2 separate regions of the Sus scrofa genome follow, and region 2 is linked to region 1. Evidence: chromatin contacts called from public HiChIP or PLAC-seq data. All regions are on one chromosome and are shown on one strand. The core of a region is the stretch at or near the end of the contact, and the rest is flanking DNA. Distances in the headings are between cores, read along the strand shown.

Region 1 (3,188 bases), core at 475-2,974:
ACCTGTCCAGAAAAAAAAGCAAATGAACTTGAACTTTCTTAATAACCTTACTACATATACACACACACTCATACATTCACACCCCTTTAGAACTGACTTTCCCATCACCACCTTGAACCACCACTCCCTTTCCTGCTCGGAGAAGGGTCCTAAGGCCAATACCAATGGTTCCATTTAGACACTGGAGGTTAACTGGGGTTAACAGTCCATATTCCTCACTCCCTGGTATTAGCTCACTGACACAGGTCGGTCTGGACAGTTCAAAAGAAAACTAGAGGCAAGGATGCCTGGCTCATTCATCTCTGTGCACCGCAGGGCGCTAGGATCTGCACAGTGTGCGGCACAAAGTGGGCACTAAACCAGACATGCTGAATGTTAAGAAAAAATATATACGTATTGAGGGAGAGATTTACAAAATTCCGCAATGTAACTGGCAAGTTTTCAAACTCTTAAACATCCCAGAGGAAGAATGCATAGCCTATCGGCACTCGGTGTCCAAAAGCTTAAGTGTGCCCTTTAAATAACCAATCTATAGCTCAACTTTCTTATTTGAACAATGAAGATAATAAGAGTACCTAACTCAAAGGGTTTAGAAAAGATTAAAGTTGATACAAGTGAAGTTCTTAGATCAATGCCTGGAACACTACATACACAGAACGGTGGGCCATCGATATTACTGAAAAAGACTATACAATAAAAGTTTGGCAAATGGGCCAAAAGTTTAAAAGAAATTATTCTAGAACAGCTAAGATCAGAGGTTGGCAAACTTTTCCCGTAAAGGGTCAGATACTACTGCAAATACTGTGGCCTACCAAGCCAAGAGGCAATATTCTCAACTCTTAGAGCAATTATTCTCCACGAAAGACTAATTCAGGTTGTTTACACTTTACATTTGAAAATTTGAGAACCATTCTCAGTATATGCCCTCATACAAAAAAACAGGCTGGATTTGGAGCCAGGGCCAGTTTGCAGACCCCCGCGTAAAAGGACAACGATGATACCCCAAGTCAGTGTTTTTAAAGGCAACAGAAGGAAAAGTCTGAAAGTTGCTTCGAGTTGACTGAAAAAGTGCTGCCCCCAAACTTCTAAAATCCAGACAGGCCTGGCCGGCGTGCTAGCAAATCGGGGAAGGTCCGGGAGAGGGGCCTCGGGAGCCGGCCAGGACCTCGCGGCCGTCCCGACCAGCAAAGCCCCCGCCACACTTACTCCCAACAGCGGCCCGCGGCCTATCACCGTCTCCCCGGGCGCCAGGGCCACCCGGGGACCGCCGTCCTGCGGCTGCAGCTCGAAGCCTCCGGACATGGCGGCGAGGATTAGACCCCTTTGGAAGGAGAGGGTCCCCCCAGCCGTTTCCGCCTTCCATGAACACGCGCGGGGCCTACGCAGGTCCCGCGAAAACACAGGGGGAGGGGGAGTGAAAACTGCGCCCGGGTGTGTCCAGGCCGCGCGGAGCGGGGGCCCCGGCGCGGGGTACCGAGTCCCGGCCCTCCTTCCAGCCAGTGACGCACTCGGGGATTCCCCCTTCACACAGCCTCCAAACTATTGTTTAAAACCCCCGGTCAACCCCCCCAACCCCATCCTTCTCACCGCCCACCCCGCTCGAAGGACACCGGACCTTGTAGTCCGTGACGCCTCCCTTCTCCTCGCTTGCCGAGCAGAGAGGCCCCGAGAAAACTACCAATACCAAGAGTCAATGCGCTCGCCTTTCTGAGCCTGTGCGAAATCCGAGTCAGCAAGGCGGGGCTAGAGTGGGCGGGACCTGAGAGACCTTGGAGAAGGATTCGAATTCTGGAGGATTTAAATCGCTGAAGGAGAGTTCGCTGCGACCCTGTAGGTAGGAGGGTCTTTCCTTCCGGCTGACGTCGGGTGGGCGTGCAAGGGGGCGAGGACCCGGTGTTCGAAGAGTCTGCGCTCGTCCCGCCTGAGCGGCAGTGACAGTTCGTGCTGACGGTTGTTATTGTTGTTTACTTGTCATTGCCCCTTGATCTGTGGACTATGGCATCAGCAATCTGCACGGGGCACGCCAGTAGGGTGGCTCAGATGGGACGTGGGGTCATTCCTTCCGACCTGCGGCGTCCGCCTCGGGTGAGGGCTGCTGAGAGCCGGGTGTCTGCGCGGCCTTCCGATCTCTCCGTCCGTGTGACACCTGAAAGAGGGTGAGCTCTCACCTAACTAGAAAGGTAATTCAGCACGATTTGGTTCATAAAGGGGCAGAAGAAGATAGTTTTCTAGGTATTCAGCCAAAGCTGGACTTGGAGGAAGGAAAATACCTAGTGGGATTTTAGGAATCTCAGCAAGGCACCCCTGTCTGTTAAATTCAAAAACGTTCATCTGCCTCCTCTGGAATAACTGTAACGGGAGAACGCATTTTATCCCCAGTGAGCTCCCGGGAGAAGTAGCAAATGTGCGTGTTAGTGCACAGGAACTGTCTCCTAATATGAGATTCTTTTCAAGAATAGGGTAGTTTGGTTTCAGTTTGTATTGCTGCGGAGCAGGAGGGTGGTGTGGCAAAAACTTAACTCATGAACTTGTTTTTACCAGCTTGCTTTCTTACTTCCCCAAACTCTGAAGAGGAAGTCCTCTCTTGAACTCGAACACTGAAATTCTAACCATTGTAACTAATTGGGATGATGAACAGCCAAATGAATGGGAGCATCTGTGGGCCTGGCAAGTCCAGAAACAAATAGGTGAGTCGCACATCTAGAAAGGGGAATTTGTCCTTAGTTCAGCTAGAAGTATTTAGCTGTATCTGAAACCACTCCTGGCTACCACCCCTCATTAATAGGAGGAAGTGCAAAGTGGAATAAACTGATTTTAAATAAATATGAACTGTCTTTATATGCAAAAATAGCTCCATGCTTTCAACTGATTTCAGAAGCCGTCACCATGCACCTTAAACTAGCTGAAACTGGACTTTACATCTTTAGTCATCTGCTATTGTTTATAGTTGCTTAATAAATGTAACATTGTTTATAATTGTTAGTCATTGTTGCTTGATGGCCTCAGTGACTATTGTCTTAGTTCATAATTAACTATGCATGTAGGGTAGCTTGGGGAAGCCATTTCTAAAGCACTGCTCTTATAACTAATTGAGTATTTGGGATTTTTGTCAGTGTAACCCAGACCTCAGCCTCTTGTCCATTTCAGGTATATTTGCATCAAATGTGACACCCTGCCCATTAGGTACA
Region 2 (3,188 bases), core at 212-2,711, 250 kb after region 1:
TTGATTACTTACATACTTCTGTTTATGACAAGCTCTTTATTAAGCCTTTTCTTAATCAACACAGATTATTAAAAATATGCAGACCTGGACTAGTATCCACAAGGATGTAGGTGCAATCCCTGGCATTGCTCAGGGGATTAAGGATCTGGTGTTGCCGTGAACTGTGGTGCAGGTCGCAGGACTACCTTGGATCTGGCATTGGTGTGGCTGTGGTGTAGGCTGGCAGCTACAGCTCCAATTCGACCCCTTGCCTGAGAACTTCCAAATGCCAAGGTGCAGCCCTTCAAAAAAAAAAGAGACATAGCTACTATTTTGGTATGATCTCAGGCCCAACTCATGAATTGGACTAATATCTGCGCTGAGTGTAGATTTTGAAAGCATTTGAGAGGTTCAAATACTAAAATATTAGAAAATTGGGAAAAAATCATTTAACAAAATAAGCCCCTCTAAGGAAAGTCGGTTCATGCCTTTTCATACCCACAGGTGAGAGAAACCGCAGTATATTTAAAAATGGTTAACATTCTCCTTACCCTGATTTCTACATTCCTCGATTTCAAGTTAAAGCGTATCTGAAGTCCCAAATGCTCCACAATAGGAGTAAATATCTTCATCCAATTCTCTTTTAACGGCGTGTACCTGTTAGCAGGAACTGGAATTTTCCTAGTTTCTTCTTTCCCACTCTACAATAAAAGAAAACACAACTCAGGAGTCGTCGGATGGGCGGAGTTGTAAACTGACAGCTGATCCACAAAGAGCATCCTTCAACTGAACGAATTAAACATCAGGAGAGTCCTTCTCTAAAACCTTCACGCCATAAAAAGCTTCTACATCACCCTAAAGCCACAGGGTCCCCAGGCCTCTGCTTTGCCCCGTTCCTGTTCGTGAGTGCCCGCCAGTACCAAGAACCCGTCCCCGGAGAGGGGAGGGAAGATGGGCCTCTTCGCCGGCCGAGCCTCTTCCGTGTCCATGTGGCTCGCGCCCCCTCCTTCCTCCGTCGCAGACAGCTGCTCAGCCTGCCGTTTCTTCGCCCTTCGGCTACCCTTGCGGGTGACCTGGGTGAAGCCGTCCTCGGCTAAGGGGCTCTGAGCCTCCATCTGGGTTTCCATCCTCAGGACTCTCCAGCCCCAGCGGGAGCTTCCGGCTTGAACACGTGCGGGGCTGTACCGCGCAGATGCGTCTCGCAGGACCCCAGTCTCCACCAACCAGCCCCAGGGCTCCGCCCTCTTTCCTAAGACGTCCACGCAAGGGACCTGAAGCAAGATTTTGTGTGTGTTTATTGGGAGGGGAAAGGGCTGTCCTAAAATATGCCTGATTCTTATGGTCGCCCTCTGCCCACGCCAACTAGCAGCCAGAACATTTAGTTATCTCTAATATATACTAAAGGTTTTAAGTAAAGGCTACAAACAAGCTTGTGTTGTCGGTGAGGGAAAAAAGTCTTGTGTCTTCGGTTGCTCATCCGGCATTATCAAAGACATCTAAACCCAATTTCCAAGGGCGACAGGGGCGCTTACGGCAAACGGGAGGGACCAACTGTTCTTAACGTTTGGTTTCCGGTTTCCAGGTTAGCGTTTTGTCATGGTTTGTTGGGGGTGTGCCTGTGGCCTAGGCGGAATCCAACAGGTGGACCATGTCGGCCTTTGAGAAGCCTCAGATCATCGCCCATATACAGAAGAGCCTCAACTACACGGTATTCGACTGTAAGTGGGTGCCCTGCAGCGCCAAGTTTGTGACCATGGGCAACTTCGCGCGGGGCACCGGCGTCATTCAGCTGTACGAGATCCAGCACGGGGACCTAAAGCTGCTTCGGGAGGTGGGTACCCGGTCGAGACTGCCCAGTGCCAAGATCTGGGCCTGCTCTTGGGGGGCGAGTGTGTATCTTGGGCAGGGGTGGTGTGGGTGGTCTGCATTTTTTTTTTTTTTTTTTTTTTGCCAAATCCTATGTCCAGCGTCCCCCCAAAGCACTTTTCTAGTTGCGTGGGAGTAGCGAAGCTTGAACGCAGATTGAGGAATACTTGCGATGTACAATACTTTGGTTCTAGTTCTGAATTCTTGGCGGGCTAGTTCATTCGCGCCTTGTCGGTCCTTTCCTCCAGCCACCCCAACCACCCTCCCAGTCCAGCGAGAGGTCCTTGGGGATGACATTCCGTCTTCGTGTTTAAATTTGGGGCCCTTTGGGGCAGGGCACACTTATTTGTGCAGAGCCTGTTAATAGGTTCAAATTAGTAAAATGCTTTTTCATACAAACGGTCAAAGTGGACACCAGGATGCCTGCTATGTAATTGGAGGAAGCAACCAAACATAGCTATTCTTTCAGCAAGTATCAGTTGATTGCCTGGTATTCCCAGGCATGTAAATGACAATGTCCTGGATATCATGGAGTTTATTTTCTAGTAAGAGAGAGAATCAGTTAAATAATCAAACCAACGCTACATAAATACAAATCTAAAGAAAAAAAAAAAAAACAAAGGAAAAAAGATTTGAGTTGAGTAGAAGCTAACAAGGCCCAACTAGGAGTAGTGGAGATTTTCAGAGGAAACAGCCCAGCGATGGGAGAGAGAGTGTCTCCTTTAGAAACAAAAAGAGTAGTAAGCAGGGACGTTGCAAAATCTGTAGGTCACTTACAAAATTTATACTTTTTTTCTAAGAAAAAAATGGGACATCAATGAAGGGCTAATTTAAGTGGGTGTGGCAAGGTCAGATTTACAAGTTTTGTAAAGATTTCTAGTGAAGGAGTTGGAGAATGACAATATTAACTAGCATGTTTATACCTGTTTACAGTTTTTAAAATGCCTTGATTTGGGTTGCATGAAGGAAAAATGATATAGCGTACTCAGACGTTTAGCATTGTTAAAGACGACAGAGAAATCTGTAATTCCAGGGGTCCAAAGCTGTGGAGAGAATCAACATGGAAGAGTTAGAGGTTAAAATGGTAGGCAAAGGATGAGTACAATTTTTATAGGATAGCAGAGATGAGATTTAAGCTTTACATGTTTTAGGAACGCCAGTTTTCTTGCTATGTTTGTCTTTTCTAGCCAGGCGCTCTTCTCCTAAACATGTTCTTTTCCACTTTTCCTTGTGTGGCTCATCACTTAGTCTCCAGTCGCCTGCTATTCTAAGATCCAGTTCAGATTACCTGGTTAATGACATCCACTCCTGATCCACGCAAAAGCAACTTTTCTTTACATCGC

Evidence for each region. HiChIP or PLAC-seq counts read pairs in DNA pulled down with a chosen protein or histone mark.
Region 2: a contact with region 1 is called in an H3K27ac HiChIP or PLAC-seq map of alveolar macrophages. The contact joins the promoter of WDR92 here to the promoter of FBXO48 in region 1. A contact is called at or near these places in 1 of 5 promoter capture datasets (liver) and 1 of 2 datasets of contacts at active chromatin or transcription factors (alveolar macrophages).

What each region holds. Positions count from the first base shown.
Region 1 is chr3:73,829,575-73,832,762 of Sscrofa11.1, forward strand. FBXO48 (F-box only protein 48) reads left to right here and starts at 1,725. Exons shown (of 4, transcript XM_021087420.1): 1 at 1,725-1,834; 2 at 2,542-2,687. APLF (aprataxin and PNK-like factor) reads right to left here and starts at 1,584. Exons shown (of 10, transcript XM_005662500.3): 1 at 1,207-1,584. The coding sequence starts at 1,302.
Region 2 is chr3:74,083,672-74,086,859 of Sscrofa11.1, forward strand. It overlaps WDR92 (WD repeat-containing protein 92), which reads left to right and starts at 1,462. Exons shown (of 8, transcript XM_005662502.3): 1 at 1,462-1,810. The coding sequence starts at 1,628. It overlaps PNO1 (RNA-binding protein PNO1), which reads right to left and starts at 1,225. Exons shown (of 7, transcript XM_003125074.4): 1 at 900-1,225; 2 at 531-680. The coding sequence starts at 1,106.